4 separate regions of the Pan troglodytes genome follow, and regions 2, 3 and 4 are each linked to region 1. The links are chromatin contacts, called in public Hi-C and capture Hi-C maps. All regions are on one chromosome and are shown on one strand. Each heading gives the region's core, a stretch centred on a gene start, on an enhancer-like site or on the middle of the called end of the contact. The rest is flanking DNA. Distances are from core to core; before and after follow the strand shown. Region 1 overlaps CACNA2D4 (calcium voltage-gated channel auxiliary subunit alpha2delta 4). Region 2 overlaps WNT5B (Wnt family member 5B). Region 3 overlaps DCP1B (decapping mRNA 1B). Region 4 has its middle 10 kb from the start of CACNA2D4.

Region 1 (6,095 bases), core at 1,547-4,046:
AAAAGTCCCAACCCTCTAATCCTAACTTGGTGTTTCCTGTGGCCGGCTCTCATCCTGTCTAGGGCCCCCAGCCACCAGTCATCTAATTAGCATACAAAGATACCTCTATCATTCCAAGGGTCTTAGAGGCGCCTGTGAAGGAACCAGGGACTAAGACCAAACACTATAACAAAAGATGCACCTATCACCCTAATCATTCAGGAAATAACAAGGGTTTTAGGAGCTTGCCAGGAATCAGGACAAAGACTAAAGATCTGTTTCTTATTATATCACAGTGTCACAGGGCATAAACGCAAATGTTTCCCCCGAGAAGCACAGGCACGGGTGTGTTCATTGGCATCCCTATATGCTCCTGTCTGCAGGGGCACAGACCCAGGCACAGAGGGTTTGGGGATGAAAATCCGGCCCACCCTCGATCCGCCTCAACCCGCACCTCTGGATGGAAGGCGTGGCAGGAGTCTGGTCGCCGGCGGAGCTTCTGGGAGCGCATCCGGTCACATTTGACAGAGGCATTATGTGCAGAAGCCACTGTTAAGGTCAATATCTCAGGACCGGAGCCCATTCTGCAGACTGGAAAAAGGTCTGGAAGAACCTGCTCTGGTGCCACCAGTTGCCCTGCAAGTAGCTTTAGGGTCAGGAGGCAGCACCGGGGCCCGGGGAAGGGTTAGAGAACAAATAACGGAGCCCTGTGGAGGACAGACGGGCGGTGAAGGAGGCTGGCCCCGCTGCTCAAAATCTGAGCCCTGCAGACACCTCCTACAGCCCCCGCCCCCACCGCACACATCCCCGAGCATTGCAGGATATATTTGACTTCTGTCGCCTCCTGCAGCACTGGTGGGAAGATGCTGCAGTCACAGGTGGGGTCTGTCACCAGGAGGAGGAGGTTACTGTTGGGAATCTGCTGCACCACAAATACCCTGCAGCAAAGAAAGGGAGTCGAGGATGGCTCCGTGGCGACCACGAGAAGGGCTTCTAGGGAAGGAACTTCTGGAGACTTTAGTGTGGAGTTAGGGTGGCAGGGAAGCCCGGAACCATGAGGCAGGGCGGGTCGGGGCAGCTAAGGGAACGGGCCTGGCAGATGGCTCAGTCCTACTGGCTTTCCTCACAAGCCTTTGCTGCTGCATTTCCTTTCCTAGCAGACTGGAGACAGTGAGGAAGTCCAAACTGGGCCGCTTTGGAGAGTGCAGAGTTGCTATTAATATATGCAGGGACGACAGGCGTAAATCAAGACCGTCCCGAGCAAATGGGCGGGCGAGGCAACACTTGCTTTGGGTGAGGGTGGTGGGGGCAGGCCCGGGCGAAGCGGCAGCGCTGGAGCTTGGCCACCAGGTGGCGCAGTGGTCCCGCGCTCGGCGAGGCCGCCCTGCGAGGAGTGGCGCGGAGTGGGGCGGAGCCCGCCCGCCAGGCCCACGGCCTTCCCAGCAGTCCCAGCGGCCGCCTACCGAGCGCCTCCCCTGGGATGGGCGGTCTCACACACCCAATGTGCACACCACAGCCATGTATACTCTCAGCCTTCACAGCTCTGTATGAGGCTGGTGTTGTGCCCATTTTGCAGATGAGAGAATGGAGACTAGAGGAGGCGAAGTCACTTGCCCACGGTCATAAGCGGGGGAGCGCAGAGCCAGTTTTCAATTCAGGAGTGTCTACTCTGAAGCCCTCGCTTCACTCCGGAGCCCGCTGGCTCTATCCTCGCACCGAGCCTTTGCGACAAGTGCACAGGGAACGCTAACCTCAGCCCTCAACCCTGCACAGAACCCGGGGTGAAACCCGCGCAGCACGACGCGCAGGGAGTTGGGGAGGAGGGAGCCCCCGATGCCTGCGCCGCAGGTGCCGCACTGTTAAATGGTGTGCCAGGGGCCCGGGGGTCTAGGGACCGCCCTGCGAGCGGCACGTCTGGCTGAGGCGACCCTCGAGGAGGCCGCTGCATTCCCAGCGTGGGGGTCCTCCCAGGCTTGGGTGCGGGGGGTCAGCAGGAGAGACCCCTCCGTGCGGCCTCCCTGCCTCCCCGGGGCCAGGGCGGGTTATAACTAGCGGCTTCCACACAGCAGGAAGCCTGACAGAGGCGCCCGCGGGGCTCCCAGCGACCCGAGGACATCGCACACTTTCGGGCTTCTCTTCTCACACTCCCTCTGCCTTCCGAGTTCTCCCCATGCAGCTCAGGCGCGGGCACTGGCACCGCCCCGGGCACCGCCTGAGCAGGGGTGGGGGAGACCCGCTGAAGGGCCCACTCGCCCAGAGACGCCGTGGGGTCACGGCTGCGGCCTTGGTGGGGTGGGCTCGACACACAGGGTCAGGCCTCGGGACCACCTCTCCCCATCCCGGCTGTCCCGGTCCCCAGCCGTCCTGCCCGCCTCAGGACCTTGCGCCTCCTGCGTGTCTCCTCCACTGAGGACGGTGGGGGAAGACCCCGAGAGCGTGGGCTTTGCACTTAGAAGCATCCCCCTCCTCCCGGCTGTGGAGCCGGTTCCCTGGGGGTTCCGGGGGCCCTGCCCGGACTTCCGCCTTGCGGAGGGCGGGAGGAGTGTGGCGGGACGGGCGGCGCCGCCCTGGGGTCTTACTTCTGGCAGGGCCCGCACTCGATGATCCCGTTGGCCTCCTGGATGGCCGGCTGGTACACGAACACGGGGTACTCCGTGTCGCAGGGCTGCAGCTGGTCCTGCTTCTTGTGTTTGTGGGCTGCGGGCAGACAGAGAAAGGACATCACGCCACCGAAGGGGCCTCTGGCCTGCGGTGACCTCGCCTCGGCACTCCCAGGGCCCAGTGCATTTGCAGATGGTCCCTCCTCAGGCAGTTCTCAGGACACGTGTGGGAGGAGCCGGGCGGGTGAGGGGAGGGAAGACACACGGATTTCTCTGGAGAGGGTGGCTTCGCACGGGGAGCGCCGCAGGGGCCCTGAGCCTCGGTGGAGGGAAAGCGCTTCCTCTCGGGGAGCCTGGCCCTCGCTGTGAGCTGGGGGCAGTGCACCATCTCCAGGGCTCCTTCCAGCACTCAGATCCCCGGGGAGGGTCTGAGCGGGGAGCAGAGGCAGTAGGGGCACCAAGGGGTGGCTTGGGGGTACTTAGGCCCACCACCCCTCCCTTCACTGTGGACAGACGCAGTGCAGTTCCTGGGCAATCCTGCCCTGCTCTCCCGCATAGCCAGGCCCACACTCCACCCATTGAGCCTGAGCGCCTGCGGTGGGGGCAGCCGGGCAGGTGGGCTCCAGGCCTGGGGCTGCGGAAGCCCAGAAGCCACAGCCGCCCGGTGCGGGACTCCTCGGGGGCTGCGCGATTTGCCTTAGCTCCCTGGGACAAGGACAGTGGACTCAACCAAAGGTGGAGGCGAGTGCCTCAGCCCCACTCTGCGGGACCCAAGTCTGTTCCCTCCCGGAGCCTCCTGAGGTGGGCACATGGCAGAGCAGGGCCCTGCCACACAGGCTGTCTGCATGGCCCTTCTGTTCTCAGGGCCTGGCTGTGGCCCCCAGGGATAGACCTAGAGGCAGGGAGCACAGGTGTGAGCTACCTTCCCAGGCTCATGCAGAGTCCTACAGGACAGCATGGGTCTCCCCAACTTCCAAATCCAGAAGCTCCCAGCCAGAGCTGGAAACCCAGAGGGGACACTAGCTGGCGTGCAGAAAACCCTCACCGAGAGGAGCAAGCCCACAGCGGCCAGGGCTGTGAGTTTTGTCCCCAGGGCTGGGCACAGAAGCCTGCCTGACAATGGCAGGGTTGAGTGGCGTCCCCAGGGTCATGCAGTGGAAGGGGCTGCAGCACCTATGCCCCGGCCTGGGACTCCAAGTCCAGTGCGCCTTCACTGAGGACACTGACACCTGCGCAGGCCAGGCCAGGACTGCCAGGCCAGGGGGAGGAGCTCCAGGGGACAGGTACCCCAGAGAAGAGAAATTCTGAGCAGGCAGATTGAGGGAGATCATCTTCAACTTTTGCAAGATGCAGCTGCTGACAGAGACAGAGGGGACAGTGTCCTGTCACTGACACCTAGTGACTGTGAACACCCCAGAGCAGCCCCACCCGATCGCGGATGTGAGTCCAGAAGGAGTCGGGAGACACAGCCCGAACTGCCCTGAGCCCAGGGGCAGAGGAAGCCCCAAGCCAAGGCCAGCAGAAGAGAACGAAGAGCAAGCCGGAGAGGGGACCACAGCGGAGATGAAGAGATGGGATAAGCTGGGGACAGCCCAGGTGGTGGGAAGTTCTGGAACCCCATGGCAAAGGTTCTATGAACACGGAGGAACTGAGCAGAGCCCGCTGAGGCAAGATGGCCTCCTGCAGTCATGGAGGGCCCAGGCGCCCGGGCAGTGAGTGCTGTGAAAGGCCAGGCTCATTGCTGCCCTGCACGTGTGGCCACAGCCACCGGGCTTTGTGTTGGGGCCTCTCATGGTTGCTGCCTCTGGGGGACTCTGTCCTCAGACACAGGGTCCCGCAGGGGAATCATCCTGAGAGCTTCCTGGGGCCCCTGGAACCCGGAGTCCCGCTGAGGGCTGGGGTGCCGCTGTTTGCTTCTCCAAGGGGTGGGCTGGAGGTTGCTCACTCATACTGGCTCATGGCCACCCGGCCACACCACCCTTCCTCTTGGAATCTTACGTGTTCTCACCCAAGGGGAGGCTGGAGTTTCTCATTTTCCCTGGGGCCTGACTGTCCTCATGTGGGATGAGAACTGGGCTAGACTCCCCAGTCCCCCAACCCCCAGGAATGGTACTTTAAACGGGGAGAGCTCAGCCCTGCTTGGGGTCATTCCTGGGACAGGTCATGGAGGGTGGGTTCTTTGTAGCTCCTGCTGCGTCCCCAACCCACCGCCAGCAGGGATCGCCTCAGCTGGGCTACTTACAGTGATGGAAGACACTTTTGGCTGGCCGGAACATAAGCCCAGCACAGGGTGGACACGGCACAGGAAAACATGGTGGCACATGAGGGCAGGATGTCATGGGGTGGTGATGATGGCACATGGAGTGGCAGTGTCCCAAGATGATGTCACACACAGAGCCAGGAGTGAGGGATGTGATGAGAGAAGGCCACGCAGGGTGAGATGTGAACAACGATGCTTCAGGGTCACCTATCCCCACTGTCACCCACCCCACGGGGAATGGTCTCACGTTAGTGGACCAAAATGCCACTGCTCTTCAGCACATGGCCCTGCAGCTCCGTGCACTCACCCTCGGCCCCTCTGTCGTACCAGGAGCCCCAGACACTCCACTCCAGCAGGAACCTGTCAGACACAGGACTGAATCTCGGAGACCTCTGAGCCCTCCCGACTTGGGTTCTCAAGGAGCTGGAGTATCCCTGACAGCCCCCGGCCCATCCCCTCTCCTCCAGGACACCCTCTTCCCTGCTTGAGGGCTCTGGTTGAGCAATGAGGTCCCTCCCAGGGGCAGCATGCAGGGAAGAGGTGGTGTCCATGCCCAGGGATTGTGCCCTCCTTCCCCAGGGTCTGGTAGCAAGTGGGTTGTCCTGGAGACCTTGCAGCCTCCTGCTCAAGGACACCCTCCTAAGCCACCCTCGCATGCAGCCCTCCACCAGCCCCGTGTCTACCCCCACTCACAGCACCAGCTCCTGCAGCAGCCACCTGGTCGCCGTCAAGAAGGCAGAAATTGGCTGGGAAGGAGAGAGTGCACACCGCTCGCACCTAGGTCCAAGGGTGAGGGTGCCCCCCCCCCACCACCAGCACCACCCTCAGAGAGACCAGAGAGTGGGCTGCCCTGCCACTGGGAGCAGGGGCAGCAGAGCACAGGCCAGCAGCCCAGCACCCCCCATCCCCCCACCTCCCATCTGCCCTGCAGAGCTGAGCTAGCTGGGAAATGCCTATTGCAGGTCAGACATCTCGGGTGGGGTTGGACATGCCCCTCCAGGAGACGAGTCAATCCGTCATCCTGGTGCTGCACTGCTGAGGATCCCTGGTGATCAAGCGGCAGTGTCAGGGGCTGAGGCTGGGGCAGGCTGCTCTCTCTGTCTCCGCCAGAGGCACTGTTATGTCATAACTACCAGAGCAGTCCCTTTGAAGCCCCAAAGCCAGACCCAGAGGCCTGCCTGGGAGTGGGACTGAGAGCAGTGGCTCTGAGCAGAAGATGGAGATGGTCAAGGTAGGGCCCTGGGGCCAGACACCCA
Region 2 (6,095 bases), core at 2,455-4,954, 160 kb before region 1:
CTGGGATTCTGCCTGGTTTAATCTCTGAGATCAGGATTGAATCTGTTTCCTGCTAAGAATCACTCCCTTCTCTCCATATCTAAGTCCCTGTAAGTATCATTTGTTATTTCTTATAACAGCTTTATTGAGATATATAACTCCCATACCATGAAATTCAGCATTTTAAAGTGTAAATTCAGTGGCTTTGAGCATATTCACAAGGCTGTGCAACTATCAGCACTGTCTAATCCCATAACATTTTCACCGCTCCACAGAGAAACTGCACACCCCAACCCCCAACCCTAGGCGACCACTATTCTTTCTGTCTCCATGGATTTGCCTATCCTGGGCATTTCTTATAAATGGGATTATAGAATACATGGCCTTTGGTGACGGTCTCCTTTTACTTAGCACAATGATTTAAAGGTTCATCTGTGTTGCAGTCTGTATATATATATATATATATATATATTTTTTTTTTTTTTTTTTTTTTTTTTTTTTTTGAGACAGGGTCTTACTCTGCTGCCCAGGCTGGAGTGCAGTGGTGTAATCATAGCTCATTGCAGCCTCCAACTCCTGGGCTTAAGCAATTCTTCCACCTCAACCTCCTGAGTAGCTGGGACTACAGGCACAGGCTACCATGCCCAGTTTTTGTTTGTTTGTTTGTTTGTTTGTTTTTGAGATGGAGTTTTACTCTTGTTGCCCAGGCTGGAATGCAATGGTGTGATCTCGGCTCACTGCAACCTCTGCCTCCTGGGGTCAAATGATTCTTCTGTCTCAGCCTCCTGAGTAGCTGGGATTACAGGCGCCCGCCTGGCTAGTTTTTGTATTTTTAGTAGAGACAGGGTTTCACCATGTTGGCCAAGCGGGTCTCGAACTCCTGACCTCATGTGATCCATGCTCCTTGGCCTCCCAAAGTGCTGGGATTACAGGCATGAGCCACCACGCCCAGCTTAATTTTTTTCTTTTTTAATGTTTTTGTAGAGATGGGGTACTGCTATGTTGCCAAGCTGTTCTGAAACTCCTGGCTTCAAGTGATCCTCCTGTCTCGGCCTCAAATTGCTGGGATTACAGGTGTGAGTCACCACGCCTAGTCACTTTTTATGGCTGAATAATATTCCATTGCATGGATAATACCACATTTTGATTACCCATTTATCCGCTGATGGATAGTTTGGTTGTTTCCAATTTTTGCCTGTTATGAATAATGCTGCAAGAAGCATTCCTATGTCCGTTTTTGTGTGGACATATGTTTTCCTTTCTCTTGGGTATAAAGGCATACTTTCGAGATATTGTGGGTTTGCAGATTTGGTTCCACCGTACTGCAATAATACTGCAATAATGTGAATAGGCAATAAAGTGAGTTGCATGGTTTTCCAGTGCATATAAAAGTTATGCTGCGGGCCGGGCGCGGTGGCTCACGCCTGAAATCCCAGCACTTTGGGAGGCCGAGGCGGGTGGATCACGAGGTCAGGAGTTCAAGACCAGCCTGGACAAGATGGTGAAACCTCGTCTCTACTAAACATACACACACACAAAAAAAACTAGCCAGGTGCGGTGGCAGGTGCCTGTAATCCCAGCTACTCGGGAGGCTGAGGCAGGAGAATTGTTTGAACTCGGGCAGCAGAGGTTGCAGTGAGCTGAGATCGTGCCACTGCACTCTGGCCTGGGTGACAGACTGAGACTCTGTCTCAAAAAAAAAAAAAAGTTATGTTTACACTATTCTATAGTCTATTAAGTGTGTAATAACATTACATCTTAAAAAAAAGGTACATCCCTTAATTAAAAATACTTTATTGCTAAAAAATGCTGACACAGAAACACAAAGTAAGTACATGCTGTTGGAAAAGTAGCACTGATAGATTTGTAGCAGGATTGCCACAAACCTTCAATTTGTAAAAAACGCAACACCGGCCAGGCACGGTGGCTCACGCCTCTAATCCCAGCACTTTGGGAGGCCCAGGCGGGCGGATCACGAGGTCAGGAGATCGAGACCATCCTGGCTAACACGGTGAAACCCCATCTCCACTAAAAACACAAAACATTAGCTGGGCGCAGTGGTGTGCCCTTGTAGTCCCATATACCGGAGGCTGAGACAGGAGAATGGCGTGAACCCGTGAGGCGGAGCTTGCGGTGAGCCGAGATTGTGCTACTGCACTCCAGCCTGGGTGACAGAGCGAGACTGTCTCTCAAAAACAAACAAACAAACAAAAAAACACAACACCTGCACAACACAAGAAAGCTGAGCATAGTAAAACGAGGAGCTTTGCCTGTGTTCTTAGGAGTGGAATTGCTGTGTCATATGGGAACTCTACGTTTAACCTTGTGACTGTTAGCCTTAGACTGCCAGACTGTTTTCCAAAGCAGCTGCACCACTTAACCATTCCCACCCACAGTATGGGAGGGTTCTGGTTTTTCCGTGTTCTCACCAACTTGTTATGGGCTGTCTTTTTGATGATAGCCATCCCAGTGGAGGTGATTTGGGCTTGCATGTCCCTGATAGCTGAGTATTCTGAAACAGACATTTTACTGAAATAGAACATACATTATATGAATGTTGAGGTGGTTCACCACAGCAGTAAAGGGGAACATAGTTGGGATTTTCTGCTGGAAAATGATCTGGGTATTTAGAGGGACCGTGCTGAGTGTCTGGAATTGTAGGTGCTGTAGATGTTGTTCCCAGGGCTCCTGAGTTAGGAGGCAGTGTGGAAGAGAGAGGAAGACAGCTTGGATTTTTCTAGACATTGTAATTCTAGTTCATTTTTGACTCCTGGCCTCTGCCACTGTCTAGCTAGATAATGGCAGCAGTACCGACAGACAGATGTGCAGCTCATAGAGCATGAGAAATGGCATCTGTGAGGGAGACATTTCTGCTAGGATACAACGTCCTACTCTTGATACCATGATTTCTTCCTTAGCCTCATTCTGTTCGACTCCCATGTTCTGTGTGTTTCTGAATGCCTATTCTCCCCTCCGCTGAGGTCTCCCGCCTAGGAATCTGCAGGTCACACAGGCTCTTCTGCAGTGGATATTAATGCAGGCCAGGACCGGAGGGACTTGTTTTTTTTTTGTTTGTTTGTGTTTTCTTTTTTTTTGAGATGGAGTCTCGCTCTGTCGCCCAGGCTGGAGTGCAGTGGCGCGGTCTCAGCTCACTGCAACCTCCGCCTCCTGGGTTCAAGCAATTCTCCTGCCTCAGCCTCCCGAGTAGCTGGGACTCCAGGCGCCCGCCACCACGCCCGGCTAATTTTTTGTATTTTTAGTTGAGACGAAGGTTTCACCATCTTGGCCAGGCTGGTCTTGAAGTCCTGACCTCGTGATCTGCCCGCCTCGGCCTCCCAAAGTGCTAGGATTACAGGCTGAGCCACCGCGCCGGGCCAGGGACTTGTTTTATTCTGGGCGGTTTCGCAGGGCTGAGCTAGGGCCAAGAGGCGGAAGCAAAACAGCAGATTTCAGCCCGTTATAAAGAGACGTTTCCAAGCCTTAGAGCTACGGGAAGCGGGAAGCGAAGAGCGCTCCTCCTGAGCCCCCTGCCCCCGCGGTGTCGGCGCGCAGGTCCGTCGGGGGAGACGGGGAGAAGGACAGGTCTCTGGGAGAGGAGAGCGCACCCCCTTACCGCCCCTGCCTCGTTTTGCAGGTAGCCGAGAGACCGCCTTCACCTACGCGGTGAGCGCCGCGGGCGTGGTGAACGCCATCAGCCGGGCCTGCCGCGAGGGCGAGCTCTCCACCTGCGGCTGCAGCCGGACGGCGCGGCCCAAGGACCTGCCCCGGGACTGGCTGTGGGGTGGCTGTGGGGACAACGTGGAGTACGGCTACCGCTTCGCCAAGGAGTTTGTGGATGCCCGGGAGCGAGAGAAGAACTTTGCCAAAGGATCAGAGGAGCAGGGCCGGGTGCTCATGAACCTGCAGAACAACGAGGCCGGTCGCAGGGTAAGCTGGGCCTCCCCGGCCTCCCCAGCGCTGCAGACCTAGGGGGCTGTTCCCGGGCTGTGCCACCAGCTGTGGCCTGGCCATCAAGGAAACGGGTTAGTCTGACCGTGAAGATTCTTACCTACAATTGCAAATTTAGATGTCCACGTTATTGAACAAATCCTTTTCAAAATGCCCCACTTCCCAATGGGCATATGTGCTTTTTCTTTCTTTCTTTTTTTTTTTTTTTTTTACTTACTTTATTATTTCACAGTTCCTAGAGGACTTAGGTGCAATGTTTGGATCAGAATTCCAGACGTAAGGATTAGAGCAGCGCTCCTGTCCTGGCCACCCCTCCTTCGCAACTTGAACAGATAACGCGATGGGATGTGTAGGCCGCTAGACCTCCCCTAGGGTTTCTGCTCTGTTAAAGGCTCTGGTAATAGCAGAGTCGACTTTCAAGAACTGCTGTCATCCGTATCCAGAACCCAGTCAAAAAACACGTTCAAACACTAATGACAAACACACTTCTGAGCTAGGAGATTTTAGACATAAGTGGAAGTGTGAGAAGACAGCCATCTGTTTAAGGCTGGAGGAAACAGCCTCCCCAGTCTCACGTAATGTGACTGTCTTTTAAGCCTCAGTGTCAGTAGAAGCAACCATGCAGGTGTGAGGGGAGCTGGGTTCATTGTATGTGCAGAGCACACCTGGGCGGCAGCTTCCGGGCCCCTCGGTGGCGTGCTGGAAAGCGTGAACCCTCCCTGCCTGCACCTTGTTCCTGAAAACCCCCCCTCTGAGCACACATCCAGCCTCCTCTTTTCTTTGCTGTCCCCCATCATGGCTGCCTCTGCCACACGAGACTGGAGGGCCTGCCCCGCAGGAATCTCTGCCTTTTGCTGCTTCTGCGTAGCCAGTGTTGACAGGGACCGAGGGCAACATGGGCGTCCACCCGGGTTTCCTCTGAGAAAGGTCTGAGGTCTGAGCACTGGGTGGTGAGAGGCTCTTTCTCCTGGAAAAAGAGCTCTCAGGAAACAGCACGGACTTCTTTCTTGGAGTGTTGTCCCCACTCGGGTCTATGGCAAGCCAGCTGGCTCTGGTTCCCAGGCGAGATATTGTAACAAAGATGAACTCACTCAAAAATGAGAATGGTGGCCGGGAGCAGTGGCTCATGCCTGTAATCCCAGCGCTTTGGGAGGCCAAGGCAGGTGGATCACTTGAGGCCAGGAGTTCGAGACCAGCCTGACCAACATGGTGAAACCCTGTCTCTACTGAAAATACAAAAAATTAGCTGGACTTGGTGGCAGGCAACTGTAATCCCAGCTACTTGGGAGGCCGAGGCAGGAGAATTGCTTGAGCCGGAGGTTGCAGTGAGCCGAGATCCTGCCATTGCACTCCAGCCTGGGCAACAGAGCGAGACTCTGTCTCAGGAAAAAAAAAAAGAAAAAAGAAAAGAAAAAAATGTGAACTCATATATTGGAGCACATATCAAAGAAATGGAATAGGAAGTGTCTTTTGTCTGAATGGGGATGTTGTAGTATCGGCCGGATGGAATGTGGTGCACCTGTGTGCGTAGCATCGTCAGCCATGGGACATCAGGTGGAGACCAGCGTGGGTTATACGCCCGGGGTCTTCCTTACGCTTCCCCTATCCAGAGGCTATTTTTGCTTCCCAGAAAAGGGTGTGTGTAAGGTGGGGTCAGTGTGTGGTGATGTTAGGAGTTCTGGTAATTGCTGATCTAACCCAGGGCAGAGAGACTGGAGCCATCTCAGATGACTTCTGCTCAGGGCGTGTGTGGAGCCACCCGGTCTCTCAGGTGTCTTGGCTGTCTCCCAGTCTATTTGCCCACGTCTTTGGGTGTCTGGGCCTGAGGAGTAGAGATGTCAGTGAAGGGATTAAGATCCGCACTTTATCTCCTGACCGCCCAGAGTCGATCCAGTTTTTGAAATCTTAGTTGAAACACTGCCCTCCCCAGTCCCCATTGTTAGTAGTTCTTCTCCCACCTGATCTTCAATCGGGCATTCTTGCTCTTCTCAGGTATTCCTTACTCTATCTACCTTTGCCTTGGTAGGTTGGCAGTAGGTTCCTGTGGGCAGGGATTGCCCTCTCTGCCCCTTTGCTTCAACCCTCTATGTGCTGTATGTGGGTGGCACAAATGGATATGCACAGAGGAGTTCCGTGTTGCCTCCTCGGGAGAGGTCAGATTCACAGAG
Region 3 (6,095 bases), core at 1,707-4,206, 150 kb after region 1:
CTCAGGGTGGTCTTGAACTCCTGGGCTCAAGTGAGCCTCCCACTTTGGCCTCCCCAAGTGCTGGGATTACAGGCATGAGCCACTGTGGTTCTTAAAGGCCCTCCACGTCACCTACAATGTGTCTGCTTTGTTTTGGGCATTACTTAGGATTTTACTTGCAATATGCTTCATCAGTACTTCATCAAAGCTAATATAAGTCTTCCCATAAGTTATGGAAAGTTTCTAGCCTTGGCAAGTGGGCAGGAGTAAGACTGGTAATCTCTGGGCTCTTTTGCCTGGCTAAGGAGTGAGAATCACGGTCTAATCAGTGGTTTTCCTCATGTTTTAATTCTAGAGACTTCTCCCTCCCACCCAAATTCTTTACAGTGTTAGTAATTCACCCACACTTCACATTCCCCCTTCATTCCCTCTTGGCACCCCACACAGATTTAGCATCATTCTCATGCAATGAAGAGAGTGATGTTATCCCTCTTTTTCCTGCAAAGTAGTCACAAAGTTCCTCTGCATGAGATTGTGTCCTAACAAGAGGCAGAAACTAAAAACAGACTGCTTGAGTGACTGGGAATATGAGGTGTGGTACACGGGAAGAAGTAAAATGCACGCAGAGAGTGGAGGGCAGGGGAATGTAATTTCTAATCCGCCATGTTCAGCCACTACTCTGGAGTAGAGTCTCAAGACAATGTGAAGGGAATCAGCCAGAAAACATATGGATCTTTTAAATTCCAGCTTAAGAAACTGGCTCAAAGTAAAGAGGTTCACAGATGTCTAATTCCTCATGAGCTTACTATGAATAGCTTTAAAAGGTGGCAAATATTTTTATCCTGATATTTACTTATGAATTAGTAGGGCTCAATCATTTGCTGTTGACCTTATTTATCTCTGATTGTTATTATGCTTCTGCTGACTTCTAGCCCCATTCCTTTCATTCTTCCTCAAACATGTTTCCTTCTTTTGTAGTCTCGCTATGTTGCTCAGGCTGGTCTTGAACTCCTGGCCTCAAGCAATGCTCCCACCTTGGCTTCCCAAAGTGCTGGGATTACAGGCGTGAGCAGCCACTGTGCCCGGCCAACGTGGAACCTTTTTAAAAATGTTGTACTAATTGAGACCACTGTCTTTTTAAGTAGGATAAGACAACCGCAGAAGGGCTGGCCTGCTCTCTAAAGGCCGTCTGATGCTTAAGCAAAGTACCACACAAGTTTTCTTAAAGATTATCTACCAAAAAGATACCTAAATACGTTAACTGGGGTGTCTGAAGTCTGTCTGGCTACAAATGTTCCACTTTTCAAGGACTGCCGTTGATTTCTTGGGTGTGCTTTGCTAGGGCACCTGTGCTGAATGTTCTCCCGAGGCTGGTCCCTGCCAACATTCATGTGGTGAACATGGCCCACGGGAGAGAGTACGTGGGAAGTGGCACTCGGGGGCCAGGCTGGGGGCATCCCAGCCCTGCTTATGTACGAGCTCCGTGCCTCAGGCCAGTTGCTCAGCCTCAGTTTCCTTGTCTGTAGAATGGGAAAAATAACAGGGTTGTTGTGTAAGGAGTGAATGAGTTAATGTGCTTGTGTGTAGCACTTAAAATAGGGCCCGGTGCCAGCTCTGCGGAGTGTTAGCTATTATAGCACTCGTTATTATTTCATAATTTCATAGGCAAGTGAGGCTAGCAGCTCACAAGGAGTCCTGTCACTCCATCCCGTCCTAATGAGCAGGTTTCAAAATGACTTGTAAAACATACCTGTAGCAGCCATGGCCATTATTTGCTTCCCTCCCTGTTTTCCACTCGCTCAGTGGCCTCTTCCCCACTCAACAGATGGCCCCTTGCCCACGACTGCTCCCACCTCTACCTCCCAATGGTGAGTTTTCTGTCTGGGCCTCCAGCACCCAGGGTCCTCTCAGGGACTGCTTAATCCCCAACATATGCTTCCTTCTCTTCTGACAGGTGACAGCTTGGAGGCCTTAGACAGTCCTTCAAATTACAAAATCCTTGAAGAGCTGAGACACCCAAGCCACACTTGGTATTATAAATAACACCTAGCTAACTGAGCACAGAAGCCGCTGGGGTCAGGATGAGTTGTTACACACACCTGTTATTCTCACGGAAGCTAAGCAGGCCTTGGCTGAGTCTTTATCTCATAGTTGCAGCCAGGAGGCCAACAGGCGTGGTCAGGTGCGAAGGGAGACGACGTGCTCGCTTACCTGAATGAGGTACAGCAGTGCCTCCTGGAGCTGGAGCTTGGTGAGTGGGCTGCTGGTGATCACGGAGGGCTCCGGGCTCTGTATGGGCAGGAGGAGGCTGGTGGCAGCAGCAGGTGGCTCCTGGCCTCCCACAGGCAAGAGGCCGCTCTCCCTTTCCTTTGGCGGGACGGAGGTGGGTTGTGCGAACACCATGGGGGACATAAGCAGAGACGGAGCTGCTGTAGCAGGGATGCGCTGAGGTGAGATGACCTGCTCACAGCAAATACACACAGAGAGCGGGGTTCAGGAGCAGCTCACGGCATGATAGCTTGCAGCGGCAGATACGGGTGGTTTAAGCATTCCCTGTCCACAGCTTCCCTAGCTGAGAAAAGTTTATGGGAAACTGATTCTTGCTCCACTACTCCACGCACCTTCCTTCAGCATCACTGAGCAGCTCTGGTATCGTCTGCTGTGGGGACTATTGTTTCCACTGCATATGCAGCTTGGCCTCTGGGTGACAGCTTATTTTTCAGGCTACCAGTATTTGGCAAGTGCATTTAGGACTACTGACCTTTTCCTTAGATCTGGTTGTCCATGACCCTGACCTAAAGGTCTCACAACCTATGTGAGCTGCCACCCTTGTTAGGGGCCTCCCCATTTCCCCTCCTGACCCCGGAGCACAGGAGGCGCTGTGAGAGCAACTCCCTGCCCCTCCTGCAGCCTCACTCACTTCTCGTTGGGAGGGAGAGTGATGTGTGGGTCCACCCCTTCTGGGTCCTTCCCTGACAGGATCTGCCTGCCTGCAGAGAGCCCTCATCTTCAGCTTCCGCAGCTGATGTGTTTGGGCTGACCCGGGCTGCCTGTTGCTCAGCCCTGCCAGAGCCTGTCTGTTGAGTCTAACTCCCTTGGCAAACAGACCTGAAACCAAGTTTTCTAACAGCCCTTTCAGTTATGCAAGTGACATTTTGATCCTTATCTGACTGACTCCTACAGCTATCATTTGCCTCTAACTCAGGGAAGAAAAAGAATGTTATTTATCAGCCTCCGAACTCTCCGAAAGAACTCCTAAGAGGGAGGCAAGGAGGCCAGCAAGCTAGAAGTTGCTGTAATTTTATAATCAATCCCTTAGCGTCTCTTTGAGCAGAAGCTGGCCTGGAGGAAGGCAGGCTGTTTCTTTTAACTTGTCCCTACATGACATTTCAAGGAGCGGTGCTGAGCAGTGATGCTCCCGGAGGAGGAGTCAAGCATTCCGAGCACAGCGTGGGCTGCTGAAACGCTTGCCTTTCTCACCCGGCTCTTGATATTTGTGAGTACTGAAAAGTCAAGGGAGTTGTACATCAGAAATTTCAGTCAGACTATATTCATCCCATGCTTCTAATTCTAAATCATCAAAGAGGAAAAAAGCAGACATTTTTAAAAGAGGGACAATAACACTGAAATGAGGGGGAGTGGGAGTTATAAATATTGTTTCTATAGCAATCGGTACTCAGATTTGGGATGTTAATAAATAATAAATGAGAACACTTTGACTCAGGGGCTCACAAAGACTTTTGGCACATGCCTAAGGTCTTTGTTTTCAAAAAACTGAATTTTTTGTTTTGAGACAAGGTCTCACTCTACTGCCCAGGCTGGAGTGCAGTGGTGCAAACATGGCTGACTGCAGCCTCAACTTCTTGGGCTCAAGCAATCTTCCCACTTCAGCCTCCCAAGTAGCTGGGACCACAGTGGCATGCAACCATACCCGGCTAATTAAAAACAAAAAATTCTTGTAGAGACAGGGTCTATGTTGCCCAGGCTGGTCTGAAACTCCTGGGTTCAAGCGATTCTCTTATCTTAACCTCCAAAGTGCTGGGATTACAGGCACGAGTCACCATGCCCAGCCAAAAGTGAAAGATTTTTGAGAAACTGTTATAAGTTACATAACAGGCCAGGTGCAGTGGCTCACGACTGTAATCCCAGCACTCTGAGAGCCCGAGGTGGGTGGATCACCTGAGGTCAGAAGTTCGAGACCAGCCAGGCCAACATCGTGACACCTCGTCTCTACTAAAAAAATACAAAAAATTAGCCAGGTGTGGTGGCAGGTGCCTGTAATCCCTGCTACTCAGGAGGCTGAGGCAGCAGAATCGCTTGAACCCGGGAGGTGGAGGTTGCAGTGAGCCGAGATCGCACCATTGTACTGCAGCCTGGGCGACAAGAGTGAAACTCTGTCTCAAAAAACAAAAAAAGGTACATAACAAAACATGACAAAGGGCCAGTGATGATATATGTGATACACAGGGAGAACTTTCCAATTTTTAAACCCAATGTACTTTCAATGAATGTGTTCCAATCCAAAGGGGAAATAATTCAGTGTCAGATCTCCAGATGTTACCCACAGGCAGATGATCAATAGCTTGTGGTTTCCTCACTGTCCCAAGTCAGTGATGGACATGGAGAAGCATCTTCTCTAAAGGAGAGAATCTTTCTAAAAACTGTCATATTTTCCCTCTCTGGCAGTTTGTGTGGGGGGTGGAGGTGGGTGGCATGCATACCTCTCCTGATCTACAGTAGGCTATACTGACGATACAGAGAAAGATAAAAACTGGCTGCACCTTTCAGGAGGAAATAGGCTGTTTTTTGTTTATTTCAAGAACCTACAGCATGGGCTGTGGGTAAGGAGTCTGTTTTCTTCATCATTATGTACCCACATGTAGACAATGCCTGACATGTAGTAAGTGCTCAAAAATATTTACTAAATAAGTGAATAATTTACTGTGGACTGAAAAACAAGAGGAGGTCAGTTGCTTGGCATTCCAGATTGATTTCAAGGCAGACCATACTAAGTTCCTACAGTCAAAAATTACGGTTTTCTCCCATGTCTGTGTTGGTCTTCAGACCTCCTAATATAATGAAGATTTAACTCTACAAGTAAATGCTCTCAAAAAGGTTGGGGGAAGTTCTCAGATTGTTAACCAAAGTGAAGATTCTCCTTCCAGGTAGAAAGCTCAGGCAATCAAGATGCACGGAGGTGGCTTCTGGCACCCTGCTCCAAACAGAAATGTACGTGACACATTGGTCCCTGGAGCATGGAAGTGGACTCTACATTTCACTGCATTATAGTAATACCTTTTTCTTTGTCTGTCTTTTTTTTTCTTAACAGACAGGGTCTCGCTCTGTCACCCAGGCTGGAGTGCAGTGGCATGATCATGGTTCACTGTAACCTCCGCCTCTTGAGCTCAAGGGATCCTCCCACCTCAGCCTCCTCAGTAGCTGGCGCTATAGGCGTGTGACACCAAGCCTGGCTACTTTTTTTTTTTTTTTTTTAGGGACAGGATCTTGCTATGCTGCCCAGGCTGTTTTATTTTGCCCCTGGTACATATTTACCTGGAAAAGAGGAGTCTGCTGTTCTGTGTTGGATGTCTTGTTGATCCAGGATTCCAAGGGTTTCCCTGTTCCAGAGCTCTGAGCGAGCACAGGAAACTTAGCGGCCAAGGCTGGCCGGTTAGAGGCATGCAGCTGCTGCTCCTGCTGTACAATCTGAAGCTTCTTCAGTAACTCTTGAGGGGAGATCACTCCAGAGCTGCCAGTCTGACTAGCAGAGATGGGGAGTGTTTGTCTTGGGAGTGTGGACTGTTCTCTTCCATGAGCCTGATGTCCTACTGTCTGAGGTGGAAGGGAGCCATTGAAATAGGCCTGTGGTGGCTGAGCCAGACCCTTTCCTGGAGCCACAGGGGTGACAGAAGTGGGAGCTCTGCTGCGGTTCAGGGCAGCTGAGCTGGCAGGTGCTGGTGTACTAGGGTCACACTTGTTTGCTGCCCCTGGGGTACTCTGAAGTTTCTCGAACAGGTTCTGAGTTCTGGAAGCATTTTGTACACCACGAGAAGTTCCAATGTTGTGAGGAGACCCTGGCTGGACAGGTCCTGTAAAAAATTCTCCCGCAGAATGGG
Region 4 (6,095 bases), core at 2,592-5,091, 130 kb after region 1:
ACAGTGACACCTGTGTAGCCCTTCCTCTGCCTGAGTCACACCTGTTCTGAAGCTACAAAATTAGGTGTGTAGATGAGGAAGCAGAGAGGCAGCTACTGGTTCTGATGAATCCTCAAAGCATTTTGGGGAAACACAGCTACAACTAAATTCAGCTGGAGGTTTGTCCTCTCAGTCTGAGCCATGTGCTCATTTCAGAGTGTGGGGAAGGAGGGGTAAGGCGGGGAAGGAGGAGGAGGAGGAGGAGGAGGAAAAGGTTGAGGAAGAAAAAGAGGATAGGAGAAGGAGGAGGAAGAGGGGGAGGAGGAGGAAGGGGAAGGAGGAGGAAGAAGAGGAGGAGAAGGAAGGGGGGAGGAGGAGGAGGGGGAGAAGGAGGAGGTGGAGGAGGAGGAGACAACCAGATGGGCATGGGGATGGTTCTGTCTGCTCGGGCTCACTTGTCCACTGGCCTGGGTCCCTCAGGCCTCCATCCTTCCATTTCACAGCCTCAGTTCCTCTCTGGTGGGGCCTCCTTGGGTCCCCATGAAGAGACTGCTCTCCACGAACCTTTCCTTCTCTGCCTGTCTGGCCTTCCACTTCTCCTTTTCTCTTGCTCCTCAACGCCTCCGTTCCCTTCTCTCCCACAGTGCCCAGCAAGCCTTTGTTACCTGCCCACTCTGTCCCTGGCCCTGTGCCTGGCCCCAGGGTCCAGAACCCCTTAGCACGATGGCAATTTTTTGCTTTGGAGGAGCTCATAGGCTGCTGAGAAGACAGACACAAAAGAAAATACCAAGAGGCCAGAGAGCTCGCTCTGCCTGGGTCTCATGCCCTTATGAGGGTGGTTTCTGCCTGGGGTAAACCCTATGTGTTCGAACACCTGCTGCTCCACTGGGCCCTCAGAGTGAAGCACAGACCCTGCCTCGCCCCCACCTCAGGGAGTTCAGAGCCATCAGAAGACTGCCCTGCAGGGGTGGGGTGGGTACCACTTACTGCTTCCGGCTGCAAGGAGCAGGAAACCCCTACTTGAGGACCGAAATAATAATAACAGTGTGACAGCTCACATGAAGCCAGAGGCAGGTGGCTCCAGGGCCGGCGAGTGCAGCAGGTCCGGGATGTCACCCAGGACGCAGGTTCCTTCCGTGTTTCCTCCTGCTGCCCTCGGCATTTCAGGTTGTCCTCCAGCCAGCTCCCCTCAGGGCCACAGGATGGCTGCCACTGCTCCCATGCTGATTCCCAGGGCTCGTCCCAGACCTGGATCCAAAGCCCTGAGGTGCAGGGCCCCAGTCTCCCTGGGTGCCCCCAAGGTCCTGGCCGCTGTTGGGGAGCCAGTCCCCCGGCCTTCTTGCGTGGATACGGGAATGCTCAGCCTTGAGCTGTGAGGGCAGAGGAGCAGTGAGGGCAGCACGTCCTGGAGTGAGCAGAGGCTGCAGACAGGGCTTCCACGCAGACCGTTTGCCTGTTACCAAATTTGAGGACAAAGGTTTCTTTCTTTTGAAGTCATGGGTTCATGGATGGAGCCTTGTCTGACCCCAGCAGTGCAGCACAGGGGAGTGAATGAGCAGGAAGACGACCAGCATCTCCTCGGGGCAGGGCCGTGACTGGGGCCTGTGCGTCCATCCCCGCGGAGCTGGTGGCAGAGTGGCGGATGCCGTGGTGGAGCACTGCATGGAGCACTGACGGACGACACGTGCACATGGCGATGAGGAGGACACCTAAACGTGGCAGTCAGTGGAGGGAAAGCCAGAACGGGATTCATGACACAGAACCACAGAAATTAAAAATAGATAAGCTGGGCGTGGCAGCGGGCACCTGTGGTCCCAGCCACTCAGGAGGCTGAGGCAGGTGGATCACTTGAGCCCAGGAGGTCAAGGCTGCAGTGAGCTATGATGGAGCCACTGCATTGTAGCCTGGGTGACAGTGAGATCCTGTCCTAAAAAAAAATAGGTCCACAGAGTTTCATACAAATGAATACGACACAGTGATTAAAAATGGGCATAATGAGGAGTGAAAGAATCCAGATAAAAGACGGTGAAGATGCTGCTTTGTGTCATTCCATTTATGTGAAATTCCAGAAAGAAACCTATGATGACAGGAATCAGCATAGTGACATCCCGGAAGGTTGGTTTGACTAAGCAGGGTATATACGAGACCTTCTGGAGTGTCGGAAATGTTCTAGATTGCCGTCTGGATGTGGGTTAACACACGTACGCAGACACACAGAGACGGCTGTTTATAAACTTCGCTGAGTTGTGCACTGAGGACTCTGCATACTTTTCTGTGTGCATCTGACACCTCTGTAGAATTAATATAAAGCCACGCACACAAAACAATATACATTTTGTAAAAACACAAACAAAAAATAACACATTGAACAGAATACAATGGCTGAGGGGTTGTAGGGAATGGGAGTGGGGTACGGACGTAAAAGGGAGGAAATGAACTTTTAAAGAGTCCTTGTCCAAACCAATGATGAAGGTTTATATACACTAAGGAGCAAGATTACCTTGATTGCTTGTGTGCCCGAGGGTGGGGTCGGGAGAGAAAAGAAAAAGCAACAGCAGCAGAATAGCAGAGGCAAGAAGTTTAGGGCTTCAGAGGCTTGGACCACGTGGGGAATGGCGGGGTCTCTGCGGGCAGCCTGGCACCACGGCTTCCTAGGCCCATTGCCAAGGGCAGGCTGCCCTGGTCTGCTCAACATCAAGAACAAACTCCAAGATCGTGACAGAAGAACGCAGGACAGAGTTCCTGGCGGTGGTTACCCAGGGCTGGAGCTTCCCAGCCCTGGCGGGGAGCTGGCAGTGAAGCCAGACTCAACGTGCATCGTGCGTCTCTCTCCACAGCAGGGGAGATGGTGTGAGCTGGAGCGTGCACAACATTCAGGAGTGAAATTTTTAGTGAGCAGAAGTGGAGAGAAGGGGTGTGGGCCGAGGGTCATGTGAGGTGAAGTGAAGAGGTTCTGCCTGCCTCTCCCTGGCTGCAGAGGGAGCATCCGCTGGGTGCTGTGGGGGCCAAACCACAGGGGATGAGACTCAGGGATGCTTGGGATGGAATTGGCAGAGGTTTGTTCCACAGGATAACAGGAGACTGCTGGAAATGGGCTGGGGCGTGTGTGTGCAAATGTGTGTACATGTGTGTCTATGATGTGGCTATGTGGAGGTGTATTGTGTTAATGTGTGCATGTATGTGTGTGCATGTGTGAGTGAACGTATATGGGCTTGTGTGAATGTGTATGTCTATTGCATGTGTGTTTGTGCGTATGTGTACGTGTGTGAATGTATGTGCGTATGTGTTTGTGTGATGTGTATGTATATGTGAGGTGTATCTGTGTGTGTGTTGCATGTGTTTACACATGTGCACGTGTGTGCGTTTGTGTGTGTGATGTGTATGTATATGTGAGGTGTATCTGTGTGTATTGCATGTTTACACATGTGCATGTGTGTGTATGTGTGTGCATGTTTGTGTGATGTGTATGTATGTGAAGTGTGTGTGTATGTGTGTGCATGTTTGTGTGATGTGTATGTATATGTGAAGTATGTGTGCGTGTGTCTTGCATGTGTGCATGTGTACGCGTGTATATGTATGTGTGCCGGTGCATGTACTTGTGTTCTGGAGAGACTGAGAAATTAAAGAATAAACAGGAGAGGCTCCCAGCAGGGGTGACTTGTCCTTTAATGAACCCCCCAAACTCTCCTTTCCTTTGCCTCCCAGGCTTGCTGTGCAGCCTCCTTAATTAATGCCTGCAGAATGCGTTCAGATGCTGGAAGGAGAAGCAGCAGCTTTATAAATAAACACTTCTAAAGGTTGACTAATCCCTGAGTCCCCGAGGGAGAGGAGAGAGCTGTGCTGTGTTGGAGGAAGGGGCACCTTGAGCGAAGGAGGCAGCTGCGGCGGTTCACTGAGGTTTTGGTCCCGGCCCCCATTAGCAAGTTGCTTCTCCAGGGGCAGGCCCTGGCTCCTTTCTGGGCCTGTCTTCAGCAGCCAAAGGAAAGGCTTGGATTATGGCCTCACAAGATCCTTTCTCATGCTCCCATTTTATAAAGTGCCTGTTGTGGCCAAGGTCACAGAGTTGCCCCAGCTGAACACAAAAGGGCACTTGAGAGAGGCAGGCAGGGGCCACGTGGCCGCCTCTCACATGCAGGCAGCCTGGCCGGCTGCAGCCACCCGTGGAGTGACCTGTTCGTGGAGGTCCAGCTCAGAGCTCTCTAAGCAGGCTCAGCAAAGGCGAGCAACACGAAGGAGGAGGCTCCCGTCCACGGCAGAGCCAAACCAGGGCTGCAGGGCCATTCCACGCGCCACAGAGCACCCCGATCTGTGGATGGAGCGGCCTCCCCAGGTGATGTGGAGGCAGAGAATGTGGTGGCCACCCTACACTCAGGACCAGGGGCCACCTCTGACAGTGATTTCCCCTGAACAAACATCTTAACCAGAAGGAAGGACCTGAAAGGAGATAGGGGGCTGGATGGTGAGATGGGAAGAAACTACATCTGGTAGAGACTCTTTGTCTGACAGGGGAACCTGCCCTGTGTTTGCACGGCCTGGCTTTAGTATCCAGGGCGAAGAAATGATGGAGCTGGCCCACTCAGCCTCCTGACTCTAAGGGAGCTGTCGCCTGCCGTCTGACTCTTTTAGGCTTATCTAAGGGATCCCTGCGGCTGGAATTTTGGCAGGGCCTACCTGGTGATATGCATGGGGATCATTTGTCTGCATTTGCCCAGGACAGTCTATGTTTCTGCCTTTTGTCTGTGTGATGAGTTCACACCCAGAAGTATCCTAGTTTGGATGATGAATTACGTGGTCACCCCATTGATGGACAAGTGGGTGACACTTAAGAAGAAAGAGGACTTGAACCTCCAGAATCTTTGACTTTTAGAACTTTTTGGACATCTGTTCTCTGCAAAATCCCTCCAAAATGTTCTGCAGCCTTCAGCTGAAGTCATGAACAAGAAATTATTCCTCATTTGCTCACGTTAGAGTGGGGTGTGATAGGGAAGTGAGTGACCCCAGTATCTGAGTTAGAGGAGGTTCCCTGAGACCCCAAGGCTTGGGTGGCCCCCATCGGACTAACATTTCCTAAGTGCTCTCCCACAGGCACCCACATCACCACACAGCTCACAGGCGTGCTGAGTCTCATCTGCACGGAGCCCCTCGCGTGTGAGGCATTATTTTATTATTTTTTATTATTGGCATTATCAACTTCCTTATCTCATAAAGAGAGGAACAGACTCCCGAGGGGGAGACGGCCACATCCTGCTCTGTGAGTGGCCATACAGAAGCTAGAGCCCAGGTCCCTGGGCCCCGCCTCCCCTCCGCAGGACACTGCCTCTATGCACCTGGTCACAGTCAGACAGGGCAGGGTGCCCTGCTGGCAGCCAGGCCCGGGCAGTGGGGAGCAGAGGGCAGAATCCCTCACGGAGTCTCTGGTCTCTGGAAGGGCTGGACGGTGCTTTGCCAGCCGCATCTCCCGCCAGTCTGTCTTTCGAGTTCCAGAACACCGAATAGCTTGTATTCTACCCACTTCCCACCCAGTCACACACACACAACCCCATACACACACGCACACATGTACACAGACACTATTGCTGCTTCTTGCCTTCCTGTCCTGGCTCATGCCATCTCTTTTGCCTTAAACTCCTGCTGCCCCCTTATTTTGTCAACTCTTACCCACCCTTTGAGAACCAGCATGGGCATCACCTCTTCCTGGAAGCCTTCCCTGGCCTCCCATTTGCACGTAAGTGATGGCCCTCACGACGTCATCTACAGTAACTCTCCTTCCCACTGGTCTGTGAGATCCTCGGGGCCTGGGCTGGGTCTTACTCATCTCTGTGTCTCCAGCGTGGCATCCGATGGGTGGCGGCCATCCACACACAGGCTGGGCGCTGCACCGCCGGGCAGAGCTCCTTGTCCTTTCAGGACCCGTTATCTCAAGATTTCCTATCAAGCCACAGTTTCCCAGCCTCTGTGCATGCTGGGAAACCTCTATCTATGCAGGAGGGAATAAAATCTAAGGAACAAGTGACCCTGGAGAAGTGCTATGGGCAGAAAATATAACAACACCAAAAATAATTTTGGACCGACTTATGACGGAGCCGTAAGTGGCGATAAGAAAAGCTGGGACACAC

What was found. Hi-C and Micro-C count contacts between places; a contact is called where the count stands out from the background. Capture Hi-C pulls out chosen DNA fragments and counts their contacts.
Region 2: a Hi-C map of induced pluripotent stem cells shows a contact between it and region 1, with 2.5 times the contacts expected there. The contact joins two enhancer-like sites. A contact is called at or near these places in 3 of 7 Hi-C or Micro-C datasets (induced pluripotent stem cells and a lymphoblastoid cell line).
Region 3: a Hi-C map of induced pluripotent stem cells shows a contact between it and region 1, with 4 times the contacts expected there. The contact joins two enhancer-like sites. A contact is called at or near these places in 2 of 7 Hi-C or Micro-C datasets (induced pluripotent stem cells and a lymphoblastoid cell line).
Region 4: a contact with region 1 is called in a capture Hi-C map of stem cell-derived neural stem cells, with 5 times the contacts expected there. The contact joins two enhancer-like sites. A contact is called at or near these places in 3 of 7 Hi-C or Micro-C datasets (induced pluripotent stem cells, a lymphoblastoid cell line and stem cell-derived neural progenitor cells) and 1 of 1 other capture datasets (stem cell-derived neural stem cells).

Annotation. Positions count from the first base shown.
Region 1 is chr10:8,956,670-8,962,764 of NHGRI_mPanTro3-v2.0_pri, forward strand. CACNA2D4 (calcium voltage-gated channel auxiliary subunit alpha2delta 4) reads right to left here. Exons shown (of 40, transcript XM_063786224.1): 34 at 5,533-5,585; 35 at 5,147-5,199; 36 at 4,822-4,842; 37 at 2,559-2,676; 38 at 802-917; 39 at 434-513. Among named protein-coding and RNA genes, the nearest start is that of LRTM2, 22 kb to the right of the region's middle. Within about 2 kb of position 2,797, at least 17 of the 24 cell types and tissues checked have an H3K27ac peak or open chromatin away from gene starts, as enhancers often do. A contact at or near this core is called in induced pluripotent stem cells and stem cell-derived neural stem cells, where this site is marked.
Region 2 is chr10:8,795,872-8,801,966 of NHGRI_mPanTro3-v2.0_pri, forward strand. It overlaps WNT5B (Wnt family member 5B), which reads left to right. Exons shown (of 5, transcript XM_003952080.6): 4 at 3,614-3,906. Among named protein-coding and RNA genes, the nearest start is that of ADIPOR2, 30 kb to the right of the region's middle. Within about 2 kb of position 3,705, at least 2 of the 24 cell types and tissues checked have an H3K27ac peak or open chromatin away from gene starts, as enhancers often do. A contact at or near this core is called in induced pluripotent stem cells, where this site is marked.
Region 3 is chr10:9,107,770-9,113,864 of NHGRI_mPanTro3-v2.0_pri, forward strand. DCP1B (decapping mRNA 1B) reads right to left here. Exons shown (of 9, transcript XM_001153642.7): 7 at 5,533-6,095; 8 at 2,191-2,439. Among named protein-coding and RNA genes, the nearest start is that of CACNA1C, 25 kb to the right of the region's middle. Within about 2 kb of position 2,957, at least 2 of the 24 cell types and tissues checked have an H3K27ac peak or open chromatin away from gene starts, as enhancers often do. A contact at or near this core is called in induced pluripotent stem cells, where this site is marked.
Region 4 is chr10:9,090,555-9,096,649 of NHGRI_mPanTro3-v2.0_pri, forward strand. No RefSeq gene overlaps it. Among named protein-coding and RNA genes, the nearest start is that of CACNA2D4, 10 kb to the left of the region's middle. Within about 2 kb of position 3,842, at least 8 of the 24 cell types and tissues checked have an H3K27ac peak or open chromatin away from gene starts, as enhancers often do. A contact at or near this core is called in stem cell-derived neural stem cells, where this site is marked.